Linked DNA regions of Mus musculus: region 1 is linked to region 2. The links are chromatin contacts, called in public Hi-C maps. All regions are on one chromosome and are shown on one strand. The core of a region is the stretch at or near the end of the contact, and the rest is flanking DNA. Distances in the headings are between cores, read along the strand shown. Region 1 has its middle 45 kb from the start of Ahi1. Region 2 has its middle 100 kb from the start of Gm33510.

Region 1 (4,137 bases), core at 1,162-3,661, 170 kb before region 2:
TATGTCTGTGTTTGAATATATGTACATATGAGTGTAAGTCCTAGCAAAGTTCAGAAAAGTGACCCCTTGGAGTTGGAGTTAGAGGTGGTTGTGAATAGCCTTATGTGGTTATTGTGAACCAAATTTAGGTCCTCTGCAAGAATGGTATATACTGTTAACTAATGAGCCATCTCTGCAGCCCAATATTTCATCACATTAATAATTAATAAAAAGATACAGTGTTTTGTAAAAGAGGGTGAAGGAACACTAATAATACACATGGAATTATTGTCATCCTTGATGAAAGCTTAGTATCAGGGTGTGTTTGACTCATATAAGCAAGGATATTTCTGATTCTTCAAGCACTGTGGGGCGGCTAACACATACAGTACTATTAAGTGTAAAACTACTGTGATGTCACCTTACTTTAAAGCCTCAACATGACTGCTTGTATTGACTTGTTACCATAAGTATTATACAGGCATGCCATGATACTGTAGTTATTCCTCAAGAGCCTTTCATAGAATGTGGAAAAGTTGCAGAAGCAGAACATTGCTACCCCGGCAGCAGAGGAGGAAATGGCTCTTAGTCTAAACACCAGTTCAAGAGGCTTGTGAGCAGCTTTGCCTCAGCAGATCATAGGCCAGCAGGAGCGAGTCTGAAAGAACTCTGAGAAGGGATTTCCTACCAGAACAGGCTTTCAGTGATGGGCACGCTTCGCACGGATGGAACTAGTCATCTCTCGGATTTTTATTCACTTGGCTTCTGGGAGTCGTGTATGTCTAGCCTTTGCATTTCACTTCCTGAAAACCTTTTCTTCTCCATGAAAATGTTTTGCCAACCAAGTATTCTGCCAATCCCAGGACTCAAGAGCACAGCTCCCCGTGGCAAGTGAGGGATTACTGTAATCATCTTAGTCATGAGCGCTAGCATCATACACTCACTCTTCACTGCCTTAGGAAGATTTGGACAAGTAACCAAAAGCACTTGCGTAACTGAGGCAAGGCGGTGAGGTACTGGTGGTGCAGTACATCCACATCTCAGCTCTCTTACTTAGTGAAGCACTCAGTACAGAGAGGATGCGCCTAATCCTGAAGACACTAGATGCATGAGGGTGGGGGGATACCGAGGGTGGGAAGGACACTTTCTCAGCTCTCTCAGAGGAGAAGAGAGGGGGAGGGACTCTCTGAGGGGAAAGGGGGGGCAGTTTTGGGATGTGGATAAATAAATAAGTAAATAAAAAATTCACAAGTGTTTACGTGTGTGTGCATGTGAGCACACACACACAGAAAGAAAGAGAGAGAGAGAGAGAGAGAGAGAGAGAGAGAAAGAAAGAAAGAAAGAAAGAAAGAAAGAAAGAAAGAAAGGAAGGAAGGAAGGAAGGAAGGAAGGAAGGAAGAAATAGGGAGAGAAAGGAAGAAAGAGAGAAAGGACAGAAAAAGAACAGAGGAAACCAGGAGCTGTGTTTTCCTGTGGAAGACTGGATGAAGGTAGAGTAGTGGGAGCTGAACCTGTGGATGAACTTCTGGGTTCTTGTAGCTGAGGTGAGATCTGTCCTGAGGAGGGAACCAGAAACAGAAAGAAACTTGTATAATCTCTAAAAGGCATCGCATCAACATTTCTCAATGACAGAGGCAGATAAAATGTAGTCCCAAATGAGGTGCAGCAGTACGACAACCACAATGAATGAGAGCAGCTCCCACCCAATTTCCCGTGGACAATGCTTTAAAGGGATTAAGAGTTACGGGAGGGGTACCAAGTGTGGATTCTGACCAGCTGCCTTCAGACTTAGATGGGTGAAAACTTGGAGCCAGGAATACTGGATATAAGAAAAGACATTGGCCCTCTTTAGCACCTTGTACTGTAGAATAATTTATTATGTTACATTTGACCATTTGATGATGATGATGATGATTATGTGTGTGTGTGGGGGGGAGGGGGGTGCGCGCACGCTATGTATGTGTATATTGGGTGTATATTGTGTATGTGTGTGTGTACGTGTCTGTGCTTTGTGTGTCTCTGTGCATGTGCTGTGTATGTGGTGTGTGTGTGCTTTAATCATACCTATAGAAAGGTGAGTGTTTCCCTGAACAAAATGTTAGAGAAGTAGGGTAAGATGGTGGGAATATATCTGTGAAAAACGTACCTTGTGTCAGGGGTCAATGCATGCCTTAGAACTGGACGATTGCCAAGAATGACCAACTTGATACAAATTTTGTTTTTTAAGGCTGTCTTTGAAACTATCAGAAGCCATATCAATTTTTAGTTTTGCACATTTTCTTTTTATTGCAGTGGTGCAGTGTGCTTGCTGTTAAGGGTCTGTGTGAAAATACCAGTGGGAGGGTGGTTTTTCTCTCGAGCTGATTAGAACTGTGTGGCGCTGCTGTGATGATTTCCCCCGTGTTTCCTTTGGCTGCAGATAATACCGCAAAGCTCACTCGATGACGCACATGGGCAGCTGATAGCAGCTGACACATGTGAACTCAAGCCAAGTGTGTATTATCAGAAAACAACCTAAAAGCCCCAGAAAACTCCCCACTGTCTGACCTGAAAACACTCCTTTTATAATCTTTTAATAACACAGTAGATGGTAGTTTTAATTCTGCACACTGTAACACTTGTAGCGACCTGTGAAGTGAGACTGAAGGCATGATCTTTATGGGCTGTGAGCACAAGGTAGCACATAAGTACAGTGCACTCCCCGTTAGCATAGTAACAGAACTATATGAAATTACTACCCTTCATTTGTCTTTATGATTAGGTATTAAACAGCCTGTTTAGTTTAGTTTTAATTAACATCTTATTTAAAGGTAAACATTGATAGAATTAAGAAACAAATACCATAGATCCCTGCTTTAGAAAAGCACTTTAGTCATTACATTATGTGTATTATTTACTTTGATGTTTGAATCTCGTCTGCGTATACCATTATTTCTTAATTTTCCCTACCTTGAAGCTCTCATTACTTTATATTTCTCTATCCACATTTTTTCTCCTTCTTTCCTTCTGATGAAGGTTTTGATGAAACTGTTTTGGTGCCTTTTCTTGGTTAAATTCCATGTTTGTTATGATTATTCAAACATAATCCAGCACTGAGCCACAGTGAATTAGGATCATCTTTCTTTCTTGTAGGGCTTTTTATTTTTTCTGTATGCCCATTATTAATTTATTCTGAGACATCCCATAGGACAGACTTAGGGTAGCCTTTCATTCTAATGTGCTCACACAGGGGGAGCGTTGTTTGAGGCTCCTTTGAGGGAGCCTGCTGCAGCAAGGAGTGATTGCTACCAGTTGCTGCTCTTAATGTAGGCCCCCAGTATGTGTATGCTGGTGTTGCTTCCAGCCCATGGCTGGGTTTCGTAGGGTGTTAGGGTCCATTCTTGCTGCAATATCAACAAGCAGGCTTTACTGTGAAAGTTTCCATTAGCCTGGGCCAAAAACTGTTTTCATAACTGTCTTGTTGTCTTGAGAATTCCTGCTCACTCCTTCTGTGGGAGGGATATCTCATCTGCTTCACAGTCGGAGGGAACTTCATGCCTAACTCCGGAACAGTCTCTTGATCTTTCAGTAATTTCCGCTAATGAAACGTTTGTAGAACCAAACCCATCTTGAGATCTACTTCTCAGAAGACAGATGTGGGCCAAAGGTACTGAGAGAGATCTGAGAAGACAAGCAGGGAGGGGTGCTGGTGCTGGTGCTGGTGATAGTGGTGGTGGTGGTGGTGGTGGTGGTGGTGGTGGTGGTGGTGGTGGTGATAGTGGTGGTGGTGGTGGTGATAGTGGTGGTGGTGGTGGTAATGGTGGTGGTGGTGGTGGAGGTGAGACTCAATTTGAGGGCCAGAGTCACTTTTAGTGACTTACAAGGAAGGTTACAGCTGAGAAACAGATGTAACATTTTAGGGATAAAGTCACAAAGCATTTGAGACATTTTAAAATTAAGACAGATCCTGGGACCCTGAAACAGGGGACAAAGATATCCAGGAAAATGTCCTTGATAGGTGTTGGCATCATGGATTTCCTACAGCCTTGGACCTGACAGGGATAGATACTTCCTCCACTTGGGGGATTGTCACCTTAGGAAAGCTTCCAGCCCTCTCTTGGTCACCTGGCTGATAAGGAGGACTAAGGACTCATGGCGTCACTGCTTATGGCTGGGATT
Region 2 (3,818 bases), core at 982-3,481:
AGAACATGACATCATACCAGTAGCTTACCTGCTACCTGCTACATTCTCATTCATTCATGCAACAAGTCTTTATGGAATTCTCATTGAACAGCAACACAGGGAACTCTTGTTGTATATACAGAGCTAAAGAAGACAGCCATAATCAACAGCCTTTAAAAAAAAAAAAAAGGCAGATTTAAATCTCTATTAAGCTACCTTGGGTCAGAAGCATAACAGAGCTGACCTACTTCTCTTTCTCTGAAAGATCAAGCAGGATGCATGCTAGTTTATCAGGGAAGTAGCCTAAGATTAGCCATTCACGTTATGATGTAAGACTTAGAGATGATTATAAAGATTGTGGAGCAGTAGACTGAAACAATCAGATGCAGGAAAGAGCACACTCTGCAACCTTCTCGGTTGGGTCTATTTAGATGTTGCCTGGGTGAAACTTTGAAGTACAAGGAAAAGCAGGAAGGATTTCAGCACCCAGGTTACATGAGAATAGGTTACAGCAGATCTACAATGTTCCAGCGGGACTGGGCCAGAGCGCTCTGGTGACCAAGCACAGCATTTAGCTTAGTCCTCTCAGAGGGGACCTTCTGTAGCAAATGCATACAGAATGGCTATGTTAGTTAGGGTTTTACTGATGTGAACAGACACCTTGACCAAGGCAAGTCTTATAAAAGACAGCATTTAATTGGGGCTGGCTTACAGGTTCAGAGGTTCAGTCCAGTATCATCAAGGCAGGAACATGGAAGCATCCAGGCAGGCATGGTACAGGAGGAGCTGAATTTTACATCTTCATCTGAAGGCTGCTAGTGGAAGACTGACTTCCAGGCAGCTAGGGTAAGGGTCTTAAGCCCAGGCCCACAGTGACACACCTACTCCAACAAGGCCACACCTCCTAATAGTGCCACTCCCTAGGCAAGCATATACAAACCATCACAATGGCCATGGCGGTTTTCTCTCTCTTCCTTCCTGCATGAGACAAGAGCCACCGCCAGAGACTGATGTCCAAGCTTTGTGTCCATCCATGCTTGGGTTTGGGGTGATGTGTGAGAGCTTCACAGCCTCTTACCCCCCAGCCTCCAGTTCCCTCTTCTTACATTGGCCAGGGCAATCCGTCATAGGTACAAGGAGCTTAGACTGAACACTTAGTTCAAGACCTGCAAAAAGCAAGAGTGCAAATCCTACTTGTTGATTTGTCCTCCAAAGACCTCAAGGCCATTTCTTATGAATGAGAAAGAGCCAGTGGGCACCACAGATTGGAAATATTCGTGAACTGGCTAGCTTGCCTTACACACTATTTTAGCATTAGTGCTAGCCACACAAGGTTTGGAAGATACACCCCACTGTTTCCATGTCTCCATATTTCAAGGAAGTAAATCTATTAAGAGTAAGAGAGAAAAACAGAGAGGGGATGAGAGAGGGAGAGAGAAGAGAGAGAGAATTTTAAGTTTTGAAAAGAAGCTTAATGTTGATGACTTGAGAAAAGAACACTGTCTGAGTAACGTTTTAAAAAAATAATAATAACAGCCATTTTCCAAAGAGCTGCACAGGTACTTTATGTAAACTGAATCCAAGAGGGGAGAACAACTTGAAAACATGCTTTACTGTTTTTTTTTTTAAAAACAATTTTAAAAATGCTTTTAAATTGAATTCAAACACAGAAGCTAGGTTGTTTGGTGTGCCTGTCACTGTGGGACTGACTGGGTTTGACACTGTGGTTGGTTGATGCCTCTGACCTTTCCCTAGCGACCTGCTCATTTGAGGCTGTCCTGCACTTAGGGGAGGGAAGCCTCCTAGGGCCCAGCAGGCTGCCCTGCTGAGGAGCACCAATGGCCAACTCCTGCGCACTGAAGGAGGAGACAGGTGCTTTGTGTTGAGAAATACGGCTAGATCACGATCACGTGTCAGGAGAGGAACAAAAGGCATTTTTGGGAATCACCTCTTCTCCAGGCTTGGGAGGAAACATGGATGGTTCTTAAGTAAAGCCCATGCTCCTGCTCGGAAGAACCCTCTGAGTCTCCAATTACTTAAGTTCCTTAGAGCCGCAACGAAAACACTCAATTAATTCCAGTGACCAGATAAACCTGCTTGCTTTGTGGTGGCACTTAAGTCTCATTAGAAAAAAACTGACAGGAAGGCCTCACTGCCTTTAGTCACTTCCTAATTACACTAATTTTGTTTGAGTGACATGTTGGGCTTTGGGGGAGGGGAAAATGAGGGAAAGAAGGCTACAATACGAGCCCTTATTCTCAGTCCCAGACAGCACAGGAAATCCTCAATTCAGCTGTATCACTGCCCTCAGCACTCAACAAACCACAAGCATTATATTTAATATTCTTAGACTCATAATAATGGTTTTATGTGACATGGCAAAGTTAAGTCGTTCCTTCTATACTCTCCTTTTTTTTCCCCCTGTGATTGCAGAATCCATGCTTCTTGAAAGAAAATGAAGTTAAGAACAGATCGTTGAATGTTTAAACTCTCTCCCTGTCTCTCCCTAGATTTGTGAATGCTCGTATCCCTCGGTGTGTATGCATGCACGGTGCCATCCACTTTTTTTGAGACTCCATCTCTCAATGGCCTGAACCTCACCAAGTAACTTACTTAGGGACAGAGAGCACCAGGGACCCACCTAACTTCACCCCACTCCCCACCCCCACCCCTCCTTCTCAAGCACTAGGATTAAAGGCAAGTGGGCCAATACACTGGGTGGGGGGGGGGCGCTGGTGTTTCTTTTTCTTTTTTTAAAAACTTGATTCTAGGGATCAAACTCAGGTCCCTGTGCTTAGAAAACAAGCCACCTTATCTGCTGAGCCATCTTCCTAGTCCTCTCTTAAATAGTGCTCCTGCAATGATTCCCACTGGTAGGGAAAATATAGTGCAATGTCGCTGGGAATTACGCATTTCATAAGAGGTGACGACTTCTGCTTGACAGGACTGAGAGGATCCCAAACCAAGGAAGAAACAGCAATTTAGACAGTGGAGAAAGTCTGCCCACAGGCACCGCTCTGCCCTGTACTCTCTTTTCTGGTGCTAGGTCTGATTTAGAACAATGTCTTCCTTGTGGGCACCCTTAAAGGTCGACAGGACCCCGACAATTAGAAACTTGGCACATTGCCTTCTGAACTGGTGGCCCTCTAAAGGTCTGGAACTAATTTTCTTTCTACTTTGTTTGGTCCCCAGGCACAGACTAAGAACTGTTTCTTTTGGGAGGCCTTTCCTACCCCCATTATCTGAGTGACCGGTGACCTAGAACCCAGAGGGTAACAGTTGTAGACTGTGTGCTCACTTTGTGATAAGCTTTTGAGAAGAGCCACCTCACCAGCAGGAACTGCGCAGCCTGCTGGGAAGGAAAGGAGCAAGGCATCTCACTCCTCCGTTCTCTGTGCTGGCCTTGGGAACAGAGCAGAGAAAGAACCAAGGTAGAAATACCCCCAGAAGCTGTGTGGGTTTAGCTGACTGCCTCTCTCCTGCAATAAGAAATAACTTGGAAGCCTAAAGTCTCTGACAGCATCCTCCTCCCTTGACAGACCATCAAAACATGCTTAAGAGTGTGCACTCATCCTTCATGTTTACATGTCTATACTAATCTAGAGCAGGACTGAGCAAGTAGCCAAGAGGACACCATTCTTCCAAACTCAGTGGTCCTGATTATCCCTCAATTCCAAGTGAGAAGAAAGCCAATAAACACCAACCTCTCTCTATTTCTGGTGTTAACCAGAGCCTGCATGTCTACCAAGCTTTGTTATCAAAGTTTCTCAAAATGTTATTCATTTATTTAAAATATTTTAGCCTCAGGAAAAAAAAAGAACCTTAGGGATGGCTGCTCC

Evidence for each region. Hi-C and Micro-C count contacts between places; a contact is called where the count stands out from the background.
Region 1: a Hi-C map of group 2 innate lymphoid cells shows a contact between it and region 2, with 3 times the contacts expected there. The contact joins two enhancer-like sites. A contact is called at or near these places in 11 of 39 promoter capture datasets (the C10 cell line, the HPC-7 cell line, HPC-7-derived erythroid cells and 7 more), 11 of 484 Hi-C or Micro-C datasets (adipose-derived mesenchymal stem cells, cerebral cortex, embryonic fibroblasts and 8 more), 2 of 115 datasets of contacts at active chromatin or transcription factors (astrocytes and heart atrium) and 3 of 9 other capture datasets (adipose tissue, liver and macrophages).

What each region holds. Positions count from the first base shown.
Region 1 is chr10:20,905,510-20,909,646 of GRCm38.p6, reverse strand. No RefSeq gene overlaps it. Among named protein-coding and RNA genes, the nearest start is that of Ahi1, 45 kb to the left of the region's middle. Within about 2 kb of position 2,411, at least 54 of the 459 cell types and tissues checked have an H3K27ac peak or open chromatin away from gene starts, as enhancers often do. A contact at or near this core is called in group 2 innate lymphoid cells and pre-megakaryocyte-erythroid progenitors, where this site is marked.
Region 2 is chr10:20,735,719-20,739,536 of GRCm38.p6, reverse strand. No RefSeq gene overlaps it. Among named protein-coding and RNA genes, the nearest start is that of Gm33510, 100 kb to the left of the region's middle. Within about 2 kb of position 2,231, at least 38 of the 459 cell types and tissues checked have an H3K27ac peak or open chromatin away from gene starts, as enhancers often do. A contact at or near this core is called in group 2 innate lymphoid cells and pre-megakaryocyte-erythroid progenitors, where this site is marked.